Linked DNA regions of Pan troglodytes: region 1 is linked to region 2. The links are chromatin contacts, called in public HiChIP or PLAC-seq maps. All regions are on one chromosome and are shown on one strand. Each heading gives the region's core, a stretch centred on a gene start, on an enhancer-like site or on the middle of the called end of the contact. The rest is flanking DNA. Distances are from core to core; before and after follow the strand shown.

Region 1 (3,287 bases), core at 710-3,209, 160 kb before region 2:
GGTGGGGCCCAACGCGCTGGCTAGTGGGGTGGCCCGGGACATAAGGAGGGTCGCTGAGAGCGGGGACGGGTCTGGGCAGGCGAGTGTGGATCTCCGCGGTGATCCCCAGCGTCGAATCCTCTTCCACTGCGAGATCTTTCTTGGTAGCGAAGGGAAGGAGGGAGGGCGTTTTCGCACCACTCCTAGACGCCCTGGAGGTTCCAGGAGACCCGCCACGCTTCCCGCCTCCCACCCTGTATCTGCCCGGGCTTTCATGTCCCCGAAGCAACAGCGCCGGCTGCCTTTAGGAGTGCAGCCCAGGCAGGCCTGAGGGCCAAGGTGAGGGTAAAATTTCGCGAGTATGAGGCCCACGGAACCCAGTTCTTTCTTCCAAATATCTGGCACGCGGTTTTGAGAAAGGCGGCTGACCTCAGGCGGCCTGGGCCGCCGGGGCCTTGCTTACCTCTCTGCCGTACCAATCTCCTATTCATTAATTCATGAACCCCAGGGGAGCGAGGAGTCGGGTGGGGGTGGGGGACAATTTTTAGAGAAGTACAGAAATCTCAAACTACAGAAGGTACCCCTGCGGAAGGTAGAAAATCTGGAGGAAGGCCGGGAGCGGTGGCTCATGCCTGTAATCCCAACACTTTGGGAGGCCGAGGCGGGCGGATCACGAGGTCAGGAGTTCGAGACCAGCCTGTTCAATATGGGGAAATCCCATCTTTATTAAAAATACAAAAATTAACCCGGCATGGTGGCGCGCGCCTGTAGTCCCAGCTACTCGGGAGGCTGAGGCAGAGGCAGAGGCAGAGGAATCGCGTCAACCCAGGAGGCGGAGGTTGCAGTGAGCCGGGATCATGCCATTGCACTCCAGCCTGGGGGACAGAGCGAGACTCTGTCTCAAAAAAAAAAAAAAAAAAATTCTGGAGGAAGAGCTGGAGCCCTAGATAGAGAAGGGGCAGGGCTGGAGAGGAGGAAAGGGCACAGATGAGACCCTACTGCAAAGGCCTGTGTCTTACCATTGCTGAAATACCCTGTGGCAGAAGAAGCTAGCCTTAGACAACAGTTCATTCATTCAGTGACAGGCGTTGGGGGTAAGCCTCTATCTTCGAGGATAGGATGATGGAGCGGGGAGACAATACACGATTAATAAATCGTGTTATAAGTTGGTTAAGTTGGGGGGTTGGGGGGCAGAAAGCAATGAGGGTCGGTTGGGGTCAGGAGTGTGGGTTGTTTAGTAATAATGGGGTGATCTGGAAGGACTCATCTGAAGATGAGTAAGGGATCTCAGCAAAACAGGACCCCATCCTCCTGCCCAGTATTTAAACGAATTTGGTTTTTAAAGAAGAATCCAAGGGTTGGAGCTGAGTGCACGGTAGCTCATGCCTATAATTCTAGCCCTTCGGGAGGCCGAGGTGGGCGGAGTTCGAGACCAGCCTGGTCAACATGGCGAGACCCCGTCTCTGCAAAAAATACAAAAATTAGCCAGGCGTGGTGGCTCACGCCCGTAATCCCAGCACTGGGAGGCCGAGGCGGGTGGATCACCTGAGGTCAGGAGTTCGAGACCATCCAGCCTGATCAACATGGTGAAACCCCGTCTCTACTAAAAAAATACAGGCGTGGTGGTGCACGCCTGTAATCCCAGCTACTTGGGAGGCTGAGGCAGGAGAATCGCTTGAACCCAGGAGGCGGAGGTTGCAGTAAGCCGAGATCGCGCCATTGCACTCCAGTCTGGGCAACAAGAGCAAGACTCCGTCTCAAAGAAAAGAATAATAAAAATTAAAAAAATAAAATAAAATAAAAAGAATCTAAGTTGCAGGAGTTGTCTTGCTATGGGGGCAGCCGGATGGGCATCCGGGGTAGTTTAGGGGAGCCGCACTGTGCTACCAGCCCGTGCCTCAGGTTCACGACCCAGCGGCGACTTGGACACGCATAAGCGCGTCTTCCGTGGGAAAGCGCTCAGGACTGCCAGAGACGCCACAATGGAGCAGTCACCTCGCGAAGGTGGCTTCCGGGAAGAGCGGGCGTCGAGACTCAGGCTGAAGAGGAAAAAGGGCCTAGAGGCTGCACAGATGAGGTCGCCAGGAGGGGCGAGAAGGAGACCGAGTAGCGCCCAGACCTCCGGGCGGGGACGCTGTGACCCTGTGCTGTAAGAGTGGAACCCAGACAGGAGCCAAGGAGGAAGCGACGTGCTTCTGTGGAGCTTCAGGAATGCGGCGGTTAGGGCCACTGGTTTAGGGGAGTTGGCTGGAAGGGCGTGGCCGGAGGAAGGGCCGCCTCCACCAGGCGCAGGCGCGCTACCGGGCGGGAGGGGGAGGAGCGTTACTCGCGGTTGCGCCCCGCCCCGCGAACAAATATTTGACATTCCAGGCTTATCGGGAGGAGGGGCCCGAGGAGCAACGTTCTCCCTTCCCCCGCGCCTGATTCGCTTACCGCTTCCGGGGGAGGAGACGCATGGGCCAGTGCCCGGGTGGGCGGTCCGGAGATGGACAGCCGCGCACCAAGGCCCGCCTCCGCCTGTAGGGAAAGTAAAGTGCTACTCGCTCGAACCCGCCGGGCGAAGGAAGCACTTCCCATGCTCTCCCTGTCGCCGTGTCCGGGCGCGAGTCATTTCCGTCCCGGGCGCCTGTTTCTTTAGCTGCCAAGTGGAGCTACGCTGAGCTCTCTCCCCCCGGGCCTCGCCCCTTTCCCGGGCATGAGTTCTGCTGATGCGCCCGGGTGCCCTGCTCTCTCCATTGTCCAGGGGCCGGGCCGCAGCACCCTCCTTGTCCGAAAGCGCGTGGTGCGGCTCCCGTCTCAGTCTCGAGTCGGGCTAGGCAACCGCGTGACTCAGTTCCCGCCACGCTGGAGCCCCCTCCTTCCTGCTGGATTATTCAGTTTCTCAGTCACTTATTCAGTTTCTCAGTCACCTCCCTGGGAGAGTTTGGGAAAGTAAGGAACGGCCGGGAAACGCGCCATAAAGGAGCCTCACCAAGCTCCACTGGGCAAAGGGAGGAATGGGAGCCCCAAATGTGGGGCTGTCAATTGGGTTGTAGGTGCGGGATGGAAAAGGGAGGATCTGCAGCCCGCATGCGCGCACACACGCTCAACGCTAGCCCCCCATCGGCCAGAGCGCTCGCAATCTCCAGGCAGCTTCTCCACCGTCCAGAAAGGGACGAAAGCAGGCAGGCCCCCACACGTGGGGTAGGAGTGAGGCTCCAGGCCCGTTCTACCCCTCTCAGCCTCGTCTAGGGTGCAGCTCTCTGGGATTTGGGGGGTTCCTTTCCCCAGCATTGAGGCCTGCCCACTCCCAACCCACAACGACCGCG
Region 2 (3,462 bases), core at 734-3,233:
CAATTCCTACTTATGTAGTCACACAATTCCTTTATTATTCATATGTGTGGTTAACACCCTTATCGATCATATATTTGTATATATGCTCTAATCAAGTTTGTGCCCAATAAAATTTGCTGACATCATCAACTGTTTATCTTTTACAATAAAAATACTCAAACAAGCTGTTTTTCTTTCAAGTCCCGATAATCTAGATACAATTCAATGCTACACTCTCCACAAATGCCACTTTTCCTGTTTCTTCCTCTACTATAAAATGCATCACCATTCACAGACTTCCTAGTAGTACAGTTATTACTTGGACTATGTGTCTCCTCCAACTATTTCCCAAACTCCTTGAAAAGCCTCAGTCCTCTGCCTCATCATAACACTACAGGGTCCGTAAGAGTGGTTCGACGTAATAGGTGCTCAAATTATGTTAATGGAATTGAAAATAAACGCAGCCAACACATAACTATTATAAATTATGTACTACAGTGAAAAAGACATCTAGCATATGAAGACTAAAAGGACCGATAAAATAAGTACCGCCTAGAGAATCCTCATGCCTCACGTTCAGGTATGTTTTTCAATGCAACTCTACAGAACAGTCTACTGAACATCAAACATGAACATTAAGAAATTCACCTCATACCAGGCAAGAAAAAATAGGGATTACTCTTATCCATTTCCTTTTTGAAGTTCGTATGCATATGTAACAAGGAAACTGAACTTAATGAACCACAGTATTCCAAACCAGGTCACAAAAGAGCTCTAAGTCCCCAGTCATCCTGTTTCTATTTCCTGATTGGTCTGACCTGCAAGCATGATGGTGCCCAGCTTTCCCAATTCAAGATTTCCTTTAAAATATCTTCCAAGGAGAGATTTTTCTTTAAATAAAAATCGACTTCTAGAACTTTCTAGGAAAATTATGAAAAAACCCACTATTAAAAAAAAAAAATCTTCCGGAACACTTTATTCAAGTAAGGAAATCCAGTTTCCAGAAAAGTCCCGTTACAGTTACACTTCGAATTAATTGTGGGTCATAAACTTGCACGAGTGGACGTTAACTCGAAAGCATTACTCTTCTAGCAAAGTAGACTTAAAAAAAACACGCGCCTGATTTTTAGAGGGGTCCTACCGTTGAAAAATTAGCATCTTTCAAACTGAAATTTCAAGAAACGACCTAGAATAGATGAAAAACCCAGTGCGCTAACAATTCACAGGGACAACATTTTCCTTGCAACACACTGGCAAAGCAGCGACAACCAGACGCCACTTGGGCAGCAGCCCGGACCCTGGGCCTCCAAACCCCGATCGTCCCGGAGTCGAGTTCCCCACTAGTTTGCTTCCAGCCAAGCCCGCCACCACTTCCACGTCGCAGCGACCCACACGCCTCCTCAGCGATTTAAATCCGTTTTTAACTCACCACACACACGCGCGCGCACACACACACAGGGTTATCGGTCTCCGGTCATCCAAGGGAACAGGGAGGGAGCGAGAGATCCTGCGAGCGAGAAGCGGGGTCGCTCCACGGTCCCGCCTGGCCCGGCACCCACCTGCAGGCCGCGAGCCCGGGGGCGGCGGCGCCGGCGCCCCGTCCTCGCCAAAGACGAGTTTGAAGTCGAGCTCGTCGTGGGCGCCACAGTTTGCAGTAGTCATCGGCGTGGCCCAGGGTGCTGCAGCTCCTCCTCAGGCGGCGGCGGCGGCGGCAGCGGCAAGCGGCGGCAGCAGCTCCTCAACGCCGCTTCATGCCGGGCCGCGCGGGCCAAGAGGTCGCGACTCCACGGCAAACTTTCCGGGCGGGGCCCGCGACGCCGAGCGTTCCGTTCCGAAAGCTGGCCGCGCGCCGAGCAGCACCAGGAACCGCAGCCGCCCGCCACCGGTGCCTAAGCCTCCACTGTCGCCTTAGCCAATGTTCCCCGCCGCCCCGCAACAGTCGCCGCCGCCGCCGCCGGGGGCGCGCTCTCGCGCCCTGCCGCGCGCCCTGCCGCGCGCCCGGCCCCGCCCCCTACGCGCGCCCACCCTGCCTGGCTGCCGATTGGCCACTAACACGGCGAACAGGCGCCGGGCCCCGCCCCCTCACAGGCCTATCGCGTAACTCGGTCTCCGCGAGAAGGAAGTCACGTGAACACGCAGGGCCCCCCCCCCCCCCCCCCCGAAGAGCCCAGCTACCTCTCGGGAATTGTAGTTTGGCCTGTATTCCCCCGGCGATTCCTTCTAAACCAGACGAGAGAAGGCCGTTAGCCTCTCTAATTGGATAGGGGACCACCACCGGCCAATGGAGAAGACCCTTCTCCTCATTGGGCGGAGCTCATGTCGAGGAAGGGGTGCTGAAGCACTGAGGTTCTGGGTTCGGTGATGTGGGGGCGCATCGTGTTACTCCTGATGGCTGGCTCTAGGGAAAGCATCAGGGCCCCGCAGAGTTACCTGGACGCCGCCCACATCCTCATCCCCCCACCTCAACTTTAATGGCTGAGTCTCCAGAGGGCAGGGACCGGACCGAGAGTCCAGCTAGGTTGGGGTGGAACCGAAGGAGACAGATTGCGCGACAAGTCCGGACTCTGAGCTCGCGGTCGCCGCAGGCCCACCCTCTGCGGGGCGGAGCTTTCGCCCCGGTGGCTGCGTCTTTGTCCCCACTAGCGGGCCCCCGCAGCTGCTCCCTTGACAGCATGCGCGTTTGAGGCCTCGGCGAACCCCAATGGGCAGGGCCTGTCCCTTGCTGGAAATTGAGTAGATTGAGCGGGAAAGCCCGTTGTGAGCTCGTGCCAATCACAGCTCTGTGCTCTCTGCATCCTGCTGCATATCCATGACAGCGGGAGGGATGGAGCCGCCTAAATTGGGTGGCTGGCAGTGGAGAAGAAGTGACACTGCCTAAAGAACCGTTTTCGTGATCTGCCCCTCCCGAGCAAGCTAGCCTTCCCGAGATGGCCCAAGACGCCTCCTCCTGGGGTCTGGGGTGAAGGCCGTCCTTGGGGACTGGGAGCCTGGCTTGTTTACCTAAGGCTCCGCTGAGGCGCAAGGTGGACAGGGACGTGAGAGAAGTAGGGTGACCGCCTCCCCTAGCTCCGTGCCCCGGGCATAGGGCCCACAGGGCATAGCATCCCTAGATGCGCGTTGCTGGAGGAACCCAGGGCGCTGTCAGAGGCTTGGGTGCAGGTGCGCCCAAAAATGCTGCCCTCTCAGAGGCTACAATAGGTTGTTTAAAAAAAAAAAAAGGAAAGAAAAAAAAAAGAAATGCCGCTCTCACAAGGCCTACAGCACATTCCACACCGCCCACAAAGGCCAGTGGGAAGAGAGGGTAAAGGGAAGCTCTTTGCAGAGGTCTCAATGTCTGGACTGACACTTGAGCTACCAGGGAGCCAAACTAGACCTTGGGTCAGGAAGACAGGGAATGTCCAGGGCATCCAAGACGTTCATCTTGTATTGGTTCATTTCTGCCCAGTGTTTTGTACCGGTACCTGTGCTGTTCCTGGGGATTCA

Evidence for each region. HiChIP or PLAC-seq counts read pairs in DNA pulled down with a chosen protein or histone mark.
Region 1: an H3K4me3 HiChIP or PLAC-seq map of stem cell-derived excitatory neurons shows a contact between it and region 2, with 5 times the contacts expected there. The contact joins the promoter of ESRP2 here to the promoter of NFATC3 in region 2. A contact is called at or near these places in 3 of 7 Hi-C or Micro-C datasets (induced pluripotent stem cells and stem cell-derived neural progenitor cells), 1 of 1 datasets of contacts at active chromatin or transcription factors (stem cell-derived excitatory neurons) and 1 of 1 other capture datasets (stem cell-derived neural stem cells).

What each region holds. Positions count from the first base shown.
Region 1 is chr18:66,282,397-66,285,683 of NHGRI_mPanTro3-v2.0_pri, reverse strand. ESRP2 (epithelial splicing regulatory protein 2) reads left to right here and starts at 1,959. Exons shown (of 15, transcript XM_063797308.1): 1 at 1,959-2,198.
Region 2 is chr18:66,125,836-66,129,297 of NHGRI_mPanTro3-v2.0_pri, reverse strand. It overlaps NFATC3 (nuclear factor of activated T cells 3), which reads right to left and starts at 1,983. Exons shown (of 10, transcript XM_001167633.8): 1 at 1,539-1,983. The coding sequence starts at 1,641.